2 separate regions of the Gossypium hirsutum genome follow, and region 2 is linked to region 1. The links are chromatin contacts, called in public Hi-C maps. All regions are on one chromosome and are shown on one strand. Each heading gives the region's core, a stretch centred on a gene start, on an enhancer-like site or on the middle of the called end of the contact. The rest is flanking DNA. Distances are from core to core; before and after follow the strand shown.

What was found. Hi-C and Micro-C count contacts between places; a contact is called where the count stands out from the background.
Region 2: a Hi-C map of leaf shows a contact between it and region 1, with 3 times the contacts expected there. The contact joins the promoter of LOC107948290 here to the promoter of LOC107948468 in region 1. A contact is called at or near these places in 10 of 34 Hi-C or Micro-C datasets (anther, callus, hypocotyl and 1 more).

What each region holds. Positions count from the first base shown.
Region 1 is chrA04:49,778,985-49,781,708 of Gossypium_hirsutum_v2.1, reverse strand. LOC107948468 (uridine nucleosidase 1) reads left to right here and starts at 1,374. Exons shown (of 9, transcript XM_016883026.2): 1 at 1,374-1,721; 2 at 2,128-2,243; 3 at 2,327-2,386; 4 at 2,595-2,724. The coding sequence starts at 1,601.
Region 2 is chrA04:50,362,217-50,364,940 of Gossypium_hirsutum_v2.1, reverse strand. It overlaps LOC107948290 (CAAX prenyl protease 2), which reads left to right and starts at 1,310. Exons shown (of 7, transcript XM_016882785.2): 1 at 1,310-1,691; 2 at 2,009-2,068; 3 at 2,694-2,724. The coding sequence starts at 1,482. LOC107948291 reads right to left here and starts at 1,233. Exons shown (of 6, transcript XM_016882788.2): 1 at 813-1,233; 2 at 19-680.

The sequences.
Region 1 (2,724 bases), core at 125-2,624:
TCCTGATTTAATTCTGGTTAGTTTTTAATGTATGTTTGGGGCTTCAAGGGCCCAATAGAGAGACGTTATGATTATCTTCAAAATATGAATAATAAATGATCAGAATTATCTAAAAATGTTCAGTAAACTCCGGTAATACGTCGTACCTATTCCGGCAATGGATACGGGTAGGGGGTGTTACAAAATGTGCATTTTTAATACATTTTTTTATAATTTTTGGGATTTTAGTTTTTAGTATATGGTACATGGAATGTCACATCAGTATACTTGTCTGGATGGTACTTCATATGTTATTGTAGATTTTATCAGTCACGTAAGTGTCTATTAATAATCAAATTGATTAATGATAGTTTTCATTATCGGAAGGGCCTAACTAATTTTATTTTAGTAATTGAGAGCTGAATTGATTTTGTTTTAATACTAATAATTTTTTAATAAATATTTTTCAATATTCAAAATTTAATAATAAAATAAAAATAATTCAAAAACCAATTTAATAATATAATAAATAATAAAAATTATTTTTATCAATTTAATTTTATTCTAAACTCGTACCTTATATAAATTCTAGATAATAGTTCAAATAAATAAAATTTATATGCATATTATATAACCATAAATATTACATAGAAATAAACAGAAGAAAAATATCACATACAAATTCATATGCATATACGCATCATATAATAATATTAATTATTTATATATATTATATAATCCAAATACAATATATCTATTAAAACAAATTTATATTGTGTAAATATGATGCAAAATCATAGTCTACAAATTTATCGTGCCCAAAGTCTTTTATATTGAATTTTCTTGGCCGCCAATGTTGTGAAATTGAAGCATTCAGTTGTTTTGGAATTTCAATATATCTCATAAATAATTCTCAACCTAACAATTCTTACACAACTTGTTGTATTAAAATTGTTAATTATATACATTGTCTTAGATATGAAACAGTTTTAAAATTTATAGTAAATATTTATCCATTAATCAACATTTATCTCCCAATTATCAAATCTTTCTCATTTAAATGTTGGTCACAATTCCAATTTAATAGTTGCATATGAATCATGATGATTATACATAAAGGATAATATAAAATAGATGCATCATCATCAGCATCGTCTATGAAATTGTACCTTCACCCAACCAATGACTACTTTTTTTTAAATTAAACAACAGGTTGTCCTCCCTTTTTCTGAATAATTATTATTTCTGCTCTGATCCCATACGATACGGTCCAAGATTAGGACCACTCACATTAACCCACGTTGCCATTTACCATTCGCTGTTACAAATCAATTATGCTGACGTCAGCATACCCCCACCTTAAGGCGCTTTAAACTAGTATTAAAGGAGGAAGTAACATCATATCCCATAAACCAAAATAAAACACATCTTTGTTTGGTGTTCTTCTTGGGGGGACTCTCTGTTGGCATCGCAGAGCGGCCTACCTCTTCCTCTTCCTCTTCCTCTACGACAATTAAAACAAGAAATTCAAATCTCTCAATTGTTTTTTTATTCACATCCATATTCATTAAAATCTTAGATTAGATTATTACCACTTTGTGTTTTTCTAATTGCGTTGAATATGGATTATGAATTAAAGAAAGATTGTCACGATGGAATTGTCGTTAATGGCGGAAGCGATGGCCTTTTACTCTCACATGCCAACAGGAACAAGCTCATTATCGATACCGATCCCGGGATTGGTCAGTTTCGCTCCTTTTTATTTATTTACTTTTTCTCTGGTTGGCTGCCAATTTAGTTGCATAAACTAGAATTATAATGAAATAGGAAACAATTTTACTTTTTCAATTTATATTTGTCCTTGGAGTTTTACTTCGGGATAAGCTATAAAGTTTCATTTAAAAAGCTACGTTGACTCTCTCTGTCTATATAGAAAAGTTTTATTCGAGGGGCGTGTGATGAGATCTATATAGGAAAGTTTCGGGTTTTGATATGTATATAATGAAACCGGAAAATTTTTATTAAATTATACAAGGAAGTGAAAACAATATGGAGTGGATTGATTGATTGGCAGGATTAGATATGTAGAGATTTTGTTTGAGTTTGACCCTGAACAATGTATGAATGCGTTTTTCATTTGATTAACAGATGATAGCATGGCGATCTTTATGGCATTTCAAAATCCAGAATATGAGATCTTAGGTTTGACCACCATATTTGGCAATGTCCAAACCGAAGATGCCACTCGTAATGCCTTACTTCTGGTACGTGCTTCTCCTTTCTGGTTTTCATATGCATTTGGAATACGTTCATGATTTTATCCTCTTTTCGAGGTGCAAAAGGATAGTGTGAAATCGCAGGGCGTCCTGATGTTCCTGTAGCACAAGGCAGCCCCGAGCCGCTTACGGTAAATGCTTCAGTTTTCCCTTTCCTAAATTACAATGTAATTCCATGGGAATACTAATGGGCCTCGCTGCAATTGTTAACTTGCTTTATTGTGCTTTGATATTCTTCCTTTTTTTTTCTTTTTTTTCCTTTTTTTTTTGGGGGGGGGGGGGCAATTACTATATCTTTTATTTACCATAGCCTAATTGTGGTTGGTTTGTATGGAAAAGGGTGGGAGGCCGAATGTTGCCGACTTTGTTCATGGCTCTGATGGACTGGGGAATATATTCCTATCTCCACCAAAAACTAGCAAATCTGATAAGACTGCCTTTGAATTTTTAGTTGGGAAGGTTTCTGAAT
Region 2 (2,724 bases), core at 61-2,560, 580 kb before region 1:
TTGTTCTAAATTTACAACCTGAAATTCCTGTTTAGCTTGGCGAATCCTCTCTCGGTCCAAGGAATCAACAACGTAGATTCTGTTCTAAATTTCACACGACCACTTTGTTCAAATAATAGCTCCTCCGTGGACAAACAAAACAGAAAACCATCAAAAGGAGAAAGCCTCAATCATGTAAATCAACCATATCTAAAACCAAGTTGCCTACCGATAGTGGGAACAGTTGATAAAACTGCTCCAATAATGAAATCGAAATACAAACAATATGCTGCTTAAAATCCATTAAACGAAAGTATTAGGAACTCATTAAACGAAATACAAACAATATAGCACAAACTATAATTCCTAAAAATCAAAACGCTAAAACAGATTTTAAAAAATGAAGCCAGAATTTAAAAGAGCTTATCTCGGAAATGATTTGGCAAGCTCTAATCATGCGGTTTTATTAGCTGCAGTAGCCCCAACCAAAAGGAACTTCAAAAATTCCTCCAATAACTCATTACTAGCGGAAGTGTCGTTGGGATCTCGGGCCAGGACCTTGCTGAAACAAAGCATACAACACATTGCACGGTGGCGGTTCACTTTAGAATTTGAAAGAGAGGGGTCAGTGTCTTGGTGAAGGCGACAGAGAATTGATGAACGGAAGGGGATTTCGAATGGACGGCTGAGAGCTCCTTCAACTTAAATTCCAAAACATCAGCAGTATTGTCTTCATAGAAATTTATGCAAGAAATTCCAAAGTCATGAAGAATTAAAACAGAAAGGCAAGTAGATGGAAATAAATGATTGAGAAGAAGTTGAGAAAACTTTACCTTGGGTACGTTGAAGGAAAGAATGAGGCTTCAGAGTCACATGAGAAACAGATAAAGATGGCTTCTGCGAAATGAAACATGTATGTTAGGTGTTGAAATTAAAAAAAATAAAGAAAGAGGGGAAGATGATGAAGAAGACGGTGGCGGAAGAGAGAAACTTAAAAGCGTGTTTTGAGGAGGGAGAGGCTGGAGGTGACTTCGCTCGCAGGTTCTGTTTGATGTTGGGAGGGAGAGGCTGGAGGTGGATTTCTAGTTGGGAGGGCAAATTAGGGCTAAGGCTGTAAAACGGGTGTAAACTGAGGAGGAGGCAGGGATTACAAAACAGAGAATTTCGGGGATTAGGAAAGTAACGGATTAGAGGGGGATTAGCAATACATTGAACCAAACGGCAGATTAGAGGGAGATTAGGTGGGGCCCACCGATTAGCCAATACACCCAACCAAACATGGTGAAAGTGTTAATGAGGGGTTCTTTTCGGCCCAAATTTACTTTGAGGCTTTGAAGTGACCCAAAAACCCTCAAACAAGAACCGCCCCAAGTCAAAACCCGAAGCCCCTTCTCACTGAAAGGGTATCAAACGGAGAAGATATTGAACCGGAACCGGCTTTTCTTTCCCACCTTCTCTTCCTCTCTCCGGCGATCCTGGCTGCCGCCTCTTCGAATCCAGACATGGAAGAGAGCGAAGGTAGGTTATCGAAGCTAGTAGCGGTGATTGCTTGCATCGCTATGACACTGTTTTATGTTTCTATTCTTTACGCTCCCACTCTGATCCTCCGCCTCCCGCCTCCCCAATCCTACGAGAATTTCATGATCCGACGGTTCATTTGCGCCGCCGTTTGCTCCGTCGCGTCCGTTATTTTCTGCGCTTTCGTCCTTCCGGTATACCTCTTTCCTTTGTCTCTCATTTTTATTTCACTCATTTATTATTATATAATTATGAACTAAGTTGAGATTTCTGTCATTCTGTGAAGTAAGTGGAAACTTAATTCATTGAGCTAAAAAGTGAACTCATATATAATTAGAGATGAGCGAAATATTGAATTGTTAACATGCATTGAACTAAAGCCATTTAACATTTTCATGTGAATGTAAAATCATCCATTTTGCGTTTTACAGAAGTGCTATTATTTGTTTTTATATCCAAAACACGTTTGTTCCTTTTTTTTATTATTCTAACAATGTTCGATTATGCGTAGATAACAGGTGGGGAGGCATCTTACTCGTTTGGGGTTTATGGCATTCGATCGGATCATTTTGTAAGAATCATACTTATGGAGTATATTTCCTACATTTTTGTTATGGATTTATTATTTATGTTTATGATCTGCTGGTTCAAAATCAGTTCTTGAAATGCAATTTTATGTGTGAAACAGTGGCAAGCAATCGTCTTTCCTCTTTTCTTGACTTCTCTTATGTATGCTGGATCTTTGATATTCAAGTCCATGTTATTGGTAAATAAGTGGAAGGAGCATAGACATCAAGAGGGAGAGCCACTGTTAGGTTGTATAAAAAGTACCCTTCTTAGCCTCCCGGTCCAGATGTCTTCAGTAACTTCCAATGTTTTATTCTGGAGGAATTTTATTGTGGTTAGTATGCTTACCACTTAAATTTCTTCATCTTTTGAGTGAATGCAAATAATTGTAAGGTCTATAAATAGGGTGTGTTTGCAATATTTTATTGTTGAAAAGGTTGCATTGTGCTTGCTTATTCTAGAAAGTAGTCTTGCAAATGGATTGAATATTGTGTTACATGTCCTGCTTATTGTTCAATGTTTAACAATCCTTCTTAGGAGAACAGCAATAATTGAAAATTAGAAGGAAATTTTCGAAATTGTTCCCTGTTTCTTCAGTCTTCATTCCTTAATAGTACTTTAATGAACAGGCACCAGTGACGGAGGAGTTGGTGTTTAGAG